Linked DNA regions of Mus musculus: regions 1, 2, 4 and 5 are each linked to region 3. A link is a contact called in public Hi-C, HiCAR-type and promoter capture Hi-C data. All regions are on one chromosome and are shown on one strand. Each heading gives the region's core, a stretch centred on a gene start, on an enhancer-like site or on the middle of the called end of the contact. The rest is flanking DNA. Distances are from core to core; before and after follow the strand shown. Region 1 holds the start of 4930558J18Rik (RIKEN cDNA 4930558J18 gene). Region 2 holds the start of Nabp1 (nucleic acid binding protein 1). Region 3 holds the start of Gtf3c3 (general transcription factor IIIC, polypeptide 3). Region 4 holds the start of Stat1 (signal transducer and activator of transcription 1). Region 5 holds the start of 9130024F11Rik (RIKEN cDNA 9130024F11 gene).

Region 1 (2,862 bases), core at 173-2,672, 2.9 Mb before region 3:
CTGTCTGGAACACTTTTACAGCAGAAAGTACTCAGCCACCATCACCACCACCACCACCACCACCACCACTGGAAGGCATGAAGTAGTTGGTCACAAGTCGCAGGAAGCAGAAGCAACACACTTGTTTTCAATCTGGGAATAAAGGCACCAAAATGAGATTTTCTTGAACCTAAATTTGGGTTTTTGCTAGTTTCCATTAGCAGTCAACTAGTCAAGTCAACTGATTTGAGAGAAAACAGCAAGAGAAAATAGATTTTTTGGTGTATCATTTTAAAGCACCAATTTCAAAACAATAACAGTTTTCTAGTATGAGGAAACCATCTAGCTATATTCTAACTTGAATATCTACCCTAGTGCTAACAACGCTCTGGGATAATTGATTTTCAATGTAAATGCCAACTGTATCTGCGCTGTCCAACGGGGTACAAGCAAGTCACCTGTGGTGACTCAACACTTGGCAATACAACTAGTGAGACAGAGAACGCTGCCTTTTCATTTTAACTTGTTCAGATACTCTCACGCGGCTAATGTATCCACTGCACGATGCAGTTTTACATTAAAACCCAGCTTCCAGGACAGCTTCAGCAAAGACGTATGTCTGCAGCTATAAAAACCAGTAACAGGAAGCACACAGATGAGTTGAATTCAAATGGGCCTCTCAGTATCATTAGCATTCTTGACGATTGCATCCCTTCCACTGCTGTGTTTTAGGGTTACTGGAAAGGTCACTTTAGCAACGGATGTATTTTATTTGGTCAGTCAGCGTTTTCTAAACAGTCCAGTGCCCAGCACACACACAGTCCTCTGAGAGCAGGCTGGAGCTGTGCGTGGCTGTCCCACTCCCTGTCGCGCCTCTCCTTCCACCCAGTGGCACCTGGACTGACAGCCGCTCTCTGGAGACCGTGGCCCTCCAAGGCCCCTTCCCCGGATGGGGCTCTGGCAGGAACGGGGGCGCGCCCCGCACCCCCATCGTATGAGAACCCGTGTGGGCGTGTCGGGGAGGCCTGGCCCCGCGTTACCTGCACGTCCCCAGGGAAGTAGAGGACGTGGTGCCGCTGCTCCGGGGAATCTCCTTCCCGGGATGTCAGCAGGAGCAGTTCGTTGCTGCGCTGCGGGTCGGAGCCCGGCACCGTGGAGCGCTGCAGACGGTGGCTGTCCTCCGGGGAGCCCCGCTCACCGCCGCCCGGGTTCATGGCTCGGGTCTGCAGGCGGGACGCGGAGTCTCCGGAAGCGAGCAGCGGCCGCAGCAGCAGCAGCACCAGCGCGGGGGACCGCAGACGCCGCGACCCCAGCATGGGCTCGAGCCGCCAGGGCCGCTCACCCGGCAGCGAGGGCGGGGCCTCGGCTGCCCAACGGCTTCGGTCGCCGTGACGTCAGCACGCCGCGTGCGTCCGGAGGGAGGGGGAGCGGAGGGCGCGGCTGGAGGAAGGACGTTTGTGGTTGGCGGACTCAGCCCCGGCCGGGAAGTTCGAACGGACGTGGAAGAGCCCGCAGGTTGGGCCCATGCACAGCAGCAGCTGCTCAGGGTCAGAGTTTCCTCGGGTTCTGTATAAAAGCTTTGGTAGGTTCATCCTCACGGTGAAGATGTGTCTTTGTTAATTTAGTCCAAGGTAAAGAAGAATGGTTCTGAAAGTCTTGTACTTGCTCAGAATGAAAAGAATCCCCTATGTCCCGAAGTTACCTAGTTAGGGAATTTCTGGCTCCACACCAAGTCTAGCACATTCCTAGTTGGTAGAGAGAGAGAGCTGGACACTTACCTTAGGGAAGATAGAGAAAAGGCCTACTTGTTCACACATTTACTGTAGGGGTGTTTACAGCTTATCGAATTTCCGATTTAGGGTTTTGAAACCACGTTGAAAAGTATAGGAAAGTCGTGGAAATAGCAACTTCTTACTTAAAGTTGTGTAGAAATAGGACTGGGCCAAATTTATGCTAAAGGTGGGAAAAGTGAATCTTGTTTTAACATTGTGTGTGCACATCGGACACGCACATGCATCTGTTTGCTGCTGTGGGCTTGAAGTGACTTTGGGTGTAAAGGAGATTCCTGGAAAGAAGTTGAAACTTGAAGTTTCTGCAGGAGTGATTAGCTGATTAGAACTTAAATGACTGGGGAGAAATTATGTTGTAAGTTCAAACCCTGATTAAAAATTATCTTGAGCTGTCTTTCGCTCTTTTAATTAATAGCCTTTCCTAGCTAACCTGTGTACCTAAACAGCCAGCATACTAGTGAGTATCAGATGAAACCTTTGAAATGTATTAGCTTAGCTTCCACCAGCCCAGAAGCTAAGACTTATATTAGAGGCCTATAGCAGAAATTTTCTGTCTGTTATCTTATTTTCAAAGTCTTAAATTATATAATATTTTCTATTTTGATACTGTAAAACTTGAGCTAACTGATATGTGGCTCATCTTTAAGGTGAGAGCAGTTTTTTTGTATCACAGTACATTCCTCACACTCCATCTTTTAAAATTTTTTATTGATTAGTTTATTGTTTGACAGCATCTTGCTGAACCTGAAGCTCATGGATTAGGCTAGACTGGGCTAGCCAAGAAGCCCCCAATGGTTTGCCTGTTTCTAACTTCCCAGCTACTGGGTTCTCTGTTTTGTGGATGCTGGGGATCCAATTCAGCCCCCATGCTTTGGGGAAAGAGGCAGGCACCTTACCAACTAGGTCATATCCCAAGCCTTATTCTAATTTTAAATTTCTTGTATTTGTTAACAAAGTATAATTGCTCTGTACATTTTCTTAGTGTCTTTATAGAGGTATGCTTTACCAATTACTTTGACAAAAACTGTTAGATTCTATCTGACATAATAAATGTAACTGAGGTGTTTTGATTGAAAATGGCCCCCACAGACCC
Region 2 (2,700 bases), core at 11-2,510, 3.0 Mb after region 3:
TTTTCTCTATGCTGTTTCTCGGTATTATCCTTAAAAAGAAAAAGAAGTGTGTTTTTGATATATACATTTTCTATTTTCCACAGTATTTGCTTATATGATTCTCTAACATGCTAGAATATACTCTGCTGTTCCCATTTCTTCAATCTGTTTTGGAGGGTTACAATCATACTACTTAAACATAAAATACTTCTGGTTGAAGCCTCCTAGGGTCAAGATTGCCTAAATTGAAATCCAGTTTGGTTATTCTCTAGTGAGTTTTATTACTTGTAAACGGGGGTTAAAATTATCACTCACCATGAGATTAAATAACAGGTAATTATTTTCAATAGAAAATTGATGAAAAGAAATACTGATCACAGATCTATTTGCGACTGTACTTGGGCAATTTATTTATGACCCCATTTTATCCTCTATGAGGCAAGGATCCTAGTTTTATTGTTCAGATTGTTAAATTCTGGCTAGGAAGCTTAACCAACTAATTTCAAGGTCACACAATTAGCCTCCAGCTTGTTTGGTGGCAAAGCACAACCCTCCCTTTCAGGTTTTGTTTTAAGGTTCCCCTTCACCAGTGTATGGTTAACTCATCTTAGTTATATAAAAGCCAAGTGCAATTTAAAGAAAAGGGTTAAGGAAAAAATGAAATATCTGTGGAACTTAACTATGTATGGCTATTATCAGCATGAAAAGAGGTTTATTTACAAGTTACTTTTAAAAAGACCACCTCGTGTTTCTGGATCCCAATTTAAACACCTCTAAAGTACGAAGGTTGATCGCCAAGTTGCCTGCGACTGGGAACCACTCTCTTGGAAGCCTCGGACACCTTTAGTTCGCCCTTTTTTCTCTCTCCTTGATCCTGCTCGATCACTCTCTCCGTTCCTTCTCAACTGCATACTTGCTCTAACCACGGGGTTCGGAACATCTGAGTTCCACGTGATCGCGGGACTGAAGGGCAAAGGTGGCCTTACTGAAGGATCCTGAGGAATTAGAAGAAGCCAGGTCTCCCTCGGAGCACCAAAAGACCCAGCCCTACAGAAACCCGGAAGACGTGGAGCGACCAGCGGGAGGAGGGTGTGGCCGAGAGACCATTGGTCGGCCGGGAGGCGGTGCTTGTGCTGACAGTAGGGGAGGATCCAGGGAAGCTGCGAGCTCAGTGGCGCTGTGTTCCGCCCCAGAGGCGTGCTAGTGGGCGTGGTGACGTCGCGTGACGCCACAAGGGGCGGGGCGCGGCTTAATAAAGCCGGCCTGAGGGAGCGTTCGCCAGTTGCTGCTTGGGACGCGGGCTGCGCGGTTGGTGAACAGCCTTGCCGTTTTGCTGTCACGTACCTTCCCTGAGCCTGGGACGGAGGGGGCGCGCGCGTGTGCGTGTGTTGTGTGAGGGACAGCGGGACTCGGGCAGGGCCGTCTCCTGATCCCTTTTCCCTTAGCGGAGGCGGCAGTGCGCACGCTGGTTTGCTCGCCGCCCACTTGGGAGCGGGCTCAGGGTGCGGAGTGCGTCTTCGGTTTTGTTTTTTGGTTTTTTGTTTTTTTTGAACTTGTGAGAGTCTTTTTCCCCTCCCTTTTCCATTTTTATTTTCTTTTGGCTCCGTGCCTCTAGGGCTGGTTTACCCGGCCCCTGAATTACCGCTTCCTGACCCCGGTCGCCAATCTTGCCCCAGGTTGCTCCCCGGCTCTGCCCCTGCCCCTCCCCGAGGGTGGGAAGCCTTGCCTAGTGGGTCTCTGAAGCGTAGCCGCACCTGCCTCAGTATGCACGGGGTCAACGACCCTCCACTTTTTATAAAAGACATTAAGGCCGGACTGAAAAACTTAAATGTCGTCTTTATTGTCCTGGAGATAGGTAAGTGAGGTCCGCAGCCCGCCCCACACCCTCGAGAGCTCGGACCTCTTCCCCGCCCGCGACCCCACGTGCTCCTGGCCCAGAATCCTACCCGGGGACAGAAGTCAGTCACGTAGCGAGCCAGAGGAGGGTGAAAGAGCTCCCTCGAATGAACTCCTTATCTAACACACCTTTCCTTCTCCCCTTTTTGATTTTTAAATCTTCACAGGACGAGTGACCAAAACCAAAGACGGCCATGAAGTGAGATCCTGCAAAGTAGCTGATAGAACGGGAAGCATCACTATTTCTGTGTGGGATGAGATCGGAGGGCTCATACAGACAGGGGATATTATTCGGTTGACCAGAGGGTAGGTGTGCATAAATTGGGGTAGGTGTGGGTTTGGCCGACTTCGGGGTTCTGAAGTTGTTTGGCTCTTCCATGGGCCACTTCAAGAAGGGAGCTGTTTTAGTGGACCTCACTGGGAGCAGCTCACCTTCACAGCTAATTTGTTTTAGGTAGGGATTTAACTCCCCTCCAATTTTAAAGGTTAATTTTATTTTTGAGAATACCGTGTGGAAGTCAGTGAGCATTTATCAGTGAGGCTGATAAAAGATCACATTACCCTTTCCACCCTTTCTTGGAGACTGGGTTTTTCTGTGTAGCCCTGGTTGTCCTGGAACAATTCTATAGACTAGTCTGTCCTCGAACTCACAGAGATATACCTGGAAATCAGTTCTGTGTGCCACACCAGTTGGACACATTTCCTTTTTAATCAGTTCGTGTATGAAGTATAATGTCTTCCACCCCTTTCCTTTTTTGGTACCTTTTTTTGTACTCAATACTCATCGTTGTGATATGGACATGAATGAATATCTGGAATACTCAT
Region 3 (2,700 bases), core at 109-2,608:
AGACTTCAGGGGAGTAATCCTCATAGTTGTTTCTGGGGATAACATCAACACACTCCGTCTGCTCATGTATGTTTTCACGCCTGTGTAAGATCCCTCCTCAGGAGAAACGCAGTGACTGAGATAGTTTTCTGCTATCTGGTAGTCCTGCTCTTGCAGGTCTTGACCTCTGATTCTGCAACCCTGCTACAGATCTCCTTAGCTTGGATTATCATAAAGATGATCAAAGATAGACTCTCGTCTTTGGACCCAGGACTATGCTGAGCTCAACTTTGCCCAAAGTTCCAAAGGCTCTTGTAGTTTCATCTAACTTTACTCACAAATGTGTTTTGAATACATGTTATTAGGTTAGTCAGGTTTATAATAATGACACATAAACTAATGTCTTTGATGTTTATAGGTAATGTCTCTAGAAAAAGAAATAGTTATAATACAAGATAAAATGCAAATCACAAGAGCTCCTAGGAGTTGAAAATAATCTCTCTCTCTCTCTCTCTCCCTCTCTCTCTCTCTCTCTCTCTCTCTCACTCACTCACTTTGACCCCTCTCTTCCATCTCTCTCCCCTCAAGTCCCACCTCAAGTCTTTCCACTTCAGGTGTTGCCCTTTTTCATGTTACAAGTGTTCTATTACCCTCCCCACACCTCTCCCTTTTTTTCCTCTCATAGGTTCCTAAGGATTATTTTGAGAGATGTATGTAACAGATATACAGTAGACGCCCTATGGGAAGAGTTAGAATCCCTTTAAAAGTTTGAGAGCAGCCGAGCGTGGTGGGGCACGCCTTTAATCCCAGCACTCGGGAGGCAGAGGCAGGCGGATTTCTGAGTTCGAGGCCAGCCTGGTCTACAAAGTGAGTTCCAGGACAGCCAGGGCTACACAGAGAAACCCTGTCTCGAAAAACAAAAAACAAAACAAAACAACAACAAAAAAGTTTATGAATACTTGGGACATAAAAGTTGATTGACATTAGAGATAGAAACCCAGGCAAACGCTCTGCCACTGTGCTGCATCCCCAGATCAAAAGTCTCCTGTAGAGATGGTTCAGTGGTTAAGAACACTGACTGCTCTTCCGGAGGTCCTAAGTACAATTCCCAGCAACCACATTGTGGCTCACAGCCATCTGTAATGGGATCTGATGCCTTCTTCTGGTGTGTCTGAAGACAGTGTACTCCTATACATAAAATAAGCAAGCAAGCAAACAAACAAACTAATACATACATCTTTAAAAAAAAAAAAGGCTCCTCTAGCTGGTAGTTTAAGGGAGTCTGGCGCTTGAAAGATGCATTTGGACACTCCCTTGCCTGTGGGAAGAGGCCTGGGGCCTAGAGCGCAGGCGGAACCAGAGTGCGCGGCCGCGGCGCAGGCCGGGAAGGTTTCTAGGGCGGACGCTGGTCCGGTCTCTCCTAGGCGTCCTACAGAGCCTGGGAGTGCTGCAGCTTCCCTGGCCCGCTGCGCAGCGTCGGCCCTGCAGACATGTCGGGGTTCAGCCCGGAACTTATCGACTACCTGGAAGGGAAAATCTCCTTTGAAGAGTTCGAAAGGCGGAGAGAAGAGAGAAAAACCCGAGAGAAGAAAGTGAGCCGCTGGGCCCCCGGTGCTCCTCGGTCTTGTTTTCCCCGAAACCGAGTCGTGGGTTGCCCAGGGTGGGCCCGGGATCCAGCAGCTTTCACCTCTTCCAAAATTTCCGATTTTCACTCCCACCCGAGTACTCAGAGCCTCTAAAGACATCTCCCCACCCGAAAGCCAGCCTTGGTGGGCGCTAACCTCCCCCGACCCCCTAATACCTGTTAAGTCGATGAGCCAGACAGGGTGATCTGATTAGTTCTAAACCTATCTTGCAACTAGGTTGTGACGGTGGTGGGAACCAGGCCTTTTGTTTTTGTGGTCTGTATAGGGGTCTTGGGGATCAAACTTCAGGGCCTCCAGCCTGCTGGACAAAGCTCCCCATCGCAAAGCTACATGCACCCCTGGTGCGCCTATTTTTGAGGAGTCTCCGTGTAATTTTTTTTCTTAGACATAAAAGTAAACCTAACTAACCAGATAGTGAGGATATCTGTTACTTTTTCAAATTTTAATAAAGATCTGAACTTTAAATAGTTTCTCATTTGTTTGAAGGCCAAGGGACCAACATAAAGATCTCTTGACCCTTTTGAAGTTAGCTAATGATTTCTTTCTTGACTCATAGACTTCTATGAACCCTATGGTTTATTTAAAGTCTTAGATTGATGACATTAAAATATTTAAAATCATTCCACTTGTATTTGCAAATGACTTACATAAACTAAAGACTTAAGTACATTGGAACACTTTGAAACTATTCAAATTTAGATTCCACGTATCATAGGGGAGGGTCAACTTTTATAAAGATAAGGCAAATGCCCTATTCAAGGCTGAGAGAATTAAATCTGAATTAGTTTTTGGAACTGTTTAATTCCCAATCACAGAGTGTTCAGGAAAAAGGAAAATCATCACCCAAAGAAAACCCAGATGACTCCGAAGTTCCATCCTCATCAGGAATTGACTCTGCCAAATCCCAGGACAAAGACGCCAATGAAGGTATGTTACTGCTGGCTTTAAATGAGCACTTAAGTAAAATGATTTGATAAAAACACTATTTGCTTTTTACTTTTTATTGCTTTTATGTTTATTGTAATAACATTCTATTTTTGTTTGTTGGTTTGTTTTTCATGACAGGCTTTTTCTG
Region 4 (2,861 bases), core at 167-2,666, 2.3 Mb after region 3:
TGTGCAGGAATGAAGTCATGTCTGCTGCACAAATGCCCCTTCAAAGGATAATAAGGAAATGTCTACACTACAAAGCAAGCCGCCATTTCAAATACCATTGGAAAGGACTCCAGCCCACCACTGTGGCATGTCTGTAAACCTGAGACTGGCAAGACAGTCCTTAAACACCTGGCTCAGAGTCTGGAGTTGGCTCTTTCCTGTTTTCATGCCTCCAACAAACATTCTATCCTCCCGGTCTAGCCCGTTCTGCACAGACCACATTGTTTCCAACAATCTAGCAGAATTCCGTATAGATGGTACTTCTTCCTAAAACTGTCTATCCCTCCCACACATAACTTTCTTTGGCCTGTACCAGGCTGCCATTTGCACGGTTTTTAGCGCATGAACTTTCCACAGGAAGCTTGCTGTCTGCACGCATCAGAGCCTCTGAGGGGATATATTTTGCTATCAGCGTCCTCTGGACCCTACAGCGCCGGGCATATAGCCTAAGTGTTACTGAGCACAGAACCGTTTGTTCCGCTGAAACCTTGTATGTATCAGAAGGCGTAGGAAAGCAAAAGGCAAACCCCATGATGAACCTACAAGTCTGAGTCCTCATTGATCAATCAGGGCTCAAGTCATTCCTGCCAGATAAAAGCAATCTTCACCCATCCATTCACCTATCCCTAAACTTTTAGGTAGTGTTCGGGAGTATTTTAGATAGTGATTATACCATTAGTGGTTCTGCGGAACCTAAATACCACCTTTAAGTTTCAGAAAACCGGTAAGGGCTGATACATACTGAGATTCCAAATGCTTCCGTTCCCACGTAGACTTACTGGGCTGTCTCCGGGTGCAGGTTCGGGATTCAACACAAGCAATCACCACACACAGCAAGTTATATGCCAGTTGCATGCGCGGCGGCGTGGCGCCGGCTCAGGGTATGGAGCAGAGCTGAAACGACTGCAAAAAGAAGAAAATGTTACAGTGGTGGAAAGGGGCTGGAGGCAAGGCGAGCAAAGGTTAAGCGGGAAGGTGCAGTGTCTTCCGGGAGAAATGTCTATTGCACAAGTCATTTTACCCTAGAAGTGAGAACGGCAGGATAAGAGAGCCAAGCAGCGCCAAGAGTTGGGCAAGCGATCCGGCTCCTGGCGTTCTCTCTGCGGGATGACAGGTCACCTGTGGGCAGCAGACCCCAGGTCCGAGGAGAGGGCGCCCCACTTCCACCCGCACCCGCACCCGGATCCGCACCTGGCTCTCACTCACTCACTGCACGCAGGAGCTCGAGTCTGGGCAAATCTCTCTGCGCCGCTCAGCAGTGTCCCAAGTGGGTCTGAGGGGCGCGGTCCCGGAGGTCTCCAGGGAGCTTTGACAGACTCGGCGCTGAAAACCGAAAGTACCGGGCAGGAAAAAAGGCTAGAGGGCGTCCCGCCTCCTTCCGCCTCAGCCAATCAGCGGCAGAGATTGGCCGGCTGTTCCATCAGCGCACCGTCCCCCCCCCCTCGGCTGCTTGGCCTTCCTGGTCCGCGCGCTCCCTACCCGGCGTGCGAAACTTGGGGCGCCGCTGTGCGGTGCAAACCGCAGACAGGGGGTTGTGTTTACAAGGTTGGAAACTATAGGCTTGCGCAAGCTCAGTCTTGGAGATCCTGCATTAAGTAGGCGCATCACTGCGGGATTCAGAATTGGGGACTAGAGATTAACCTTCACGCTACTAAAGCCAGGGAGCTTAATTTACCAATTTGAAAACATTCAATACTTGCCTTTAACTCAGCAGCTACAGAGAACTTGCTCTTGCAGAGGACAGGGCTTGGATTTGCAGTGCCTGCGTAATGGTTCCCAACTCCAGTTCCAGGAGTCTAGTGCCCTCTTCGGACCTCCACTGACGTCAACCAAGCCTGCAAGAAGTACACATACACGCAAGCAAAACAAAAATGTCATGAAATAAAATAAATAATTCTAACTAATATGTTTAAGAAAAATAAAGCTTTACACAATTGACACCTCCATTACCGAAACTTTTGTCCCGCTTAGCCATCATGATGACAGGACCTCTTTGCTTCTTCCTTTCTCGCAGGACATCCCTCTGTCCCCCATCTCCATTATTAAACTACTAAACCAGAATGTGAGTCTCTTATCTACCCTTCTCCCGTTGTGCCTTTGATGACTGTCCCTGTAACTTCCATGTCCTGGAGCACTCCTAGATGTATACACACCCACTGCTTTCTTCCAAGTGTCACAGTTACCCTGTCCTTGGATATCTACTGAGTCTGTAAACCAACTGTACTCAAAACACAGGTTCCTCCTCATACCCCGTCTTAGTCTGGAACGGATGAGGGCCAAGCCATAGACGTTGCCCATTTAGTCCCGGACACTTGGTCCTCGAGCCTCGGTTGGTCTAGCTCCTGTTTCTACCTCTTCCACCACCCCGTCCTCTTACCTGGATCATTGCTGTGGCTTTTCTGGTGACTGCTTGACTTTGGCTTTTCACTCCCTTTTAATTTATCTGCCATACACTCATTTGGGTGATTTTTTTTTAAATCTAATTGCAATGCTGATCATGTCATGCCAATCTAAAAATTTCATGATGGCTTTTCTTGCTTGGTCTTAGACAATTCAAATTTCTCAATATATTCTCTAAAGCCATGTTCCCCTATCACTTTCTTTAATCTCAGCTTGTGCTACTCTGTTTTCATTGCTTAGTACAGCATTTTTATTCTTTGAATAAGCAAAACTCTTTCCCCAAACTCAATCTTCTCACCAGCAGTGTTCTCTTTGAAAAGTCCTCTAAGCCAACATCTGTATTCTCAAATTCTTTGAGGAGTCACTAACTCATGTTAAAATCTAGGATCAATTGGGTGCTGATGGCAGACAGCATTAATCCC
Region 5 (2,867 bases), core at 131-2,630, 2.5 Mb before region 3:
CCTCCGGGCAGCTCGGGCTGCGCCGCTCGCAACGTAGCCCGCGTGGCGAGAGTGGCAGGGATGCAGCCTGCCTTGTGCCCACGGAGCAACCCTTTCTCCAGTGCCGGACCCACAGCCAGCCGGACGGGCGGAGTCTCGCTCCAGGCGTTCGGGACACCCGGGCTATTGTTCCGGACCCGCGGCCGCACGGGATTTGAGGGAGAAGTGGCCTTCCCCAAACGCGGCCGGGAGCGCTTCGGGCCGGGCCGGTCGGCTCCGAGCAGATGGGGAGCTCGCTCGCACCGAGAAAAGTTGCTCCGAGGGGCGGAGGCGGTGGGTGGTGGGCGGAGGCGGTGGGTGGGGGAGGCGATCGCCCTCCTATCTCCAAAGTCGAAAGTACTCGGCGGCGCAATTAACAGAGCCCGGAGACGAGGCAGCCTCTGCCGCCTCCCGAGCGCCAGCCTGCGCCTCTGCGGCGAGCCGCGACACGGAGCGCCCGCCTAGTCGCCGCAGCCTGCGCGCCGGGACGAGTGCGCCTAGGGGCTGGGCGAGGCGGCTGCGCCCTGGACTTGCTACAAGGAGGAGGACCAGACCCTGGGCCCTGGCGTTCGTCAGCGCTTAGACGCACCCATTCGTCGGCCGTGGCCACCGCCTCGCGCCACACTCAGTCCTCAGCCATCCGTCCTTCGTCGCCCGGTGCATGAGGTCCTTGCCACCCCGCTCCCACCTCCGACTCCCCCCTTCCTCCTTTTTCCCTGACTCCCACCCCCTCGCCTATCCCTGTGCCTCCTCCGCAGCCCGGCTCCTTGGGTCGCCGTGCTCACAGCGATTGATTGATTGATGTTTAATTTCCTGCCAGGCGGGGCCCCCCTCCCCCCGCAACCTCCCCAGCCCTCCTCCCCGCCCCCCACTCCCCTCCTTCATTGCGGTGGACCAGTCTGGCTTGGGTTTAGATCCGTCCCCCCCATTCCCATCCCGAAATAACCCAGAGACATCCCCTACCCCCACCCCAAATTATTATTTTGAAGGCGCTAGATCTGGGGACCGAAAGGGGGAGGGGGAGAAATCGGAAACCGAGGACAACCCAAAAGGACTCACTTTGCCTGATGACTCAACGCAACTAATAATCATCTCCCTCTCAGTGTCTTTCTCTCTGCGGCTTGTCAGTGAGTCCGGCTCTGGCTTCTGGCAGAGGCAGCCGCGAGGGGAGAGGTTGGAGGTGACAGCTTGTGCGGCCGCCGCGTTTTCTCTTGCGCGCGGTCCGGGGTCTCCGCACCTTCCCCGCTCTTGGTGGCAACGTCCCCGCGACTCTGGCCGCGCCTCCTCTGGAGCTAGCGGCTGTAGGAGCCAGCAGCCGCCGCAGCCTCCCAGTCCTCAGCCCTTTCTCTCCAGAACCGGTCTTCTACCCGAAGGTGTGAAAGGCTCTTTCAGCCCCCTCTCCCCCCCCCCTCCTCCGCCGTCCCCTCCCCCGCTCGCTCTGGTGCCCCTTTGGAGGAGTCCTCCTTTCCCTCTCCTCCTCCTCCCTCACTGCCCCCCGCCCCCATCATCATAACAACCATCTCCGAACCAGAAGAAGACACCCTGACCCAGGACCTTAAACGCTAGGACCGGGGAAGAGGAAAAGGAAAGGGGAAGGAGGAAAGAGAAAGGAAGACTAGGACAACACTACAATTCACCAAAAACTTTCCACCCTGGATTCTCTACTTTTGCTCCATGGACAGAGCCCCAGCCAGCCAAGTTTCAGACAGACCGTGAGCAGTAAGTACGCTGGGCGAGGGCTCCCACGCGGCGCCTGTAGTTCGGGAAGCCCTGGGCGCGCTAAGTTCCCCGGCTGTTCTGGGGCTCTGGCTCTCACGCGCGCTTAGGCGAAGCCGGGAAGTGCGGTGGAGCCTTCACTGGCAACCCCTCCGAGCACTCCCTACATCTTTCGCATTCTTCTTAACTCCTCTCTGTCCCCCACCACCACCTCGTCTGGACTCGTGGCGACTAGGCTTCTCCCGCGTCCAAAGCGCTCTTAGAGGATTCTCAGAGCCCCTGGTGTATTAGGGGTTCCTTTCATGGGTTTCAGTGACAATGTGGGCGCCGTTTCATCAGGTGTTTTCCCTTCTTCCGGGTCACTCCTCCAAAATTGAAGAGTATGGAGCACTGCTCGCCTAGGGACCTCGAGAAAAACTTTCCAGATTTAGAAATTAGGATTAATGAAGCCTGCTCCTGTACCTAAGAATCAAGATTTCTTTCTCTTATGTTGTACGCTTAATGGCTTAAAAAACAACAACCACATCCAGGATACGATGAAGATAAGAATGCTCCCAAATAATAATTGTGATCCTGGGATGGAGGGTAGCCTTTCCAAATCTCAGAGTGTTTTGGGATGCTCGCTCACGTGAAATTATAGTTAATTTTTTTGTGTGCAAAGGTGTGTGTTTGTGTACACAAGTGTACTTGGTCCATAAAGGTAAAAGGTGGGGATTCCATGGATCCATTGATCCAGCTTGGCCATCCACAGCGCATTTATCAAGCAATTAATTTGCTTAAGGACCCGTGTAAGTCCTTGCTCCCTCCCTGGCCTGGTGGGACCTCTCGCCCATAAGTACGCTCCTTTCAAAACCCTGACACCCCAAGTGGGGCTTATGGTGGTGGTGGCTCTTTATCAAAGAGAGGATAATGCCAGCGCTGCCCGCAATGAATGGGGTACTGCTTAAAGGCTTCGAGGTCCGACTCTGTCCACACAACTGAGGGCTAACTCTTGGGACCTGAGACAGAGCAGGTCTTAGTACCTCAAGTTCTGGGCAGCTTTGGGACCTCCAGTGTTTGTTTGGTTGGGACTTGCTTTCCCGGGACCCTTCGGTACCCTTCTGCAGCGTGGGAGGAAGTTTGTGTGGCTGCGG

What was found. Promoter capture Hi-C pulls out the DNA fragments that hold promoters and counts their contacts. A called contact is a pair of places that touch in the nucleus more often than the background predicts. HiCAR-type assays count read pairs that join an accessible place to other places.
Region 1: a promoter capture Hi-C map of hippocampal neurons shows a contact between it and region 3, with 2.6 times the contacts expected there. The contact joins the promoter of 4930558J18Rik here to the promoter of Gtf3c3 in region 3.
Region 2: a Hi-C map of B cells shows a contact between it and region 3, with 5 read pairs. The contact joins the promoter of Nabp1 here to the promoter of Gtf3c3 in region 3.
Region 4: a contact with region 3 is called in a promoter capture Hi-C map of liver, with 4 times the contacts expected there. The contact joins the promoter of Stat1 here to the promoter of Gtf3c3 in region 3. A contact is called at or near these places in 2 of 39 promoter capture datasets (both in liver) and 1 of 484 Hi-C or Micro-C datasets (B cells).
Region 5: a contact with region 3 is called in a HiCAR-type map of astrocytes, with 3 times the contacts expected there. The contact joins the promoter of 9130024F11Rik here to the promoter of Gtf3c3 in region 3.

Annotation. Positions count from the first base shown.
Region 1 is chr1:57,376,104-57,378,965 of GRCm38.p6, reverse strand. It overlaps 4930558J18Rik (RIKEN cDNA 4930558J18 gene), which reads left to right and starts at 1,422. Exons shown (of 4, transcript NR_037999.1): 1 at 1,422-1,561. It overlaps 1700066M21Rik (RIKEN cDNA 1700066M21 gene), which reads right to left and starts at 1,346. Exons shown (of 2, transcript NM_028546.1): 1 at 1,020-1,346. The coding sequence starts at 1,295.
Region 2 is chr1:51,476,959-51,479,658 of GRCm38.p6, reverse strand. Nabp1 (nucleic acid binding protein 1) reads left to right here and starts at 1,260. Exons shown (of 6, transcript NM_028696.3): 1 at 1,260-1,834; 2 at 2,043-2,181. The coding sequence starts at 1,744.
Region 3 is chr1:54,437,684-54,440,383 of GRCm38.p6, reverse strand. Gtf3c3 (general transcription factor IIIC, polypeptide 3) reads left to right here and starts at 1,358. Exons shown (of 18, transcript NM_001033194.3): 1 at 1,358-1,571; 2 at 2,441-2,552. The coding sequence starts at 1,470.
Region 4 is chr1:52,117,993-52,120,853 of GRCm38.p6, reverse strand. Stat1 (signal transducer and activator of transcription 1) reads right to left here and starts at 1,416. Exons shown (of 25, transcript NM_009283.4): 1 at 1,231-1,416; 2 at 782-942.
Region 5 is chr1:56,969,982-56,972,848 of GRCm38.p6, reverse strand. It overlaps 9130024F11Rik (RIKEN cDNA 9130024F11 gene), which reads right to left and starts at 1,380. Exons shown (of 2, transcript NR_024326.1): 1 at 1,078-1,380. Satb2 (special AT-rich sequence binding protein 2) reads left to right here and starts at 1,515. Exons shown (of 11, transcript NM_139146.2): 1 at 1,515-1,737.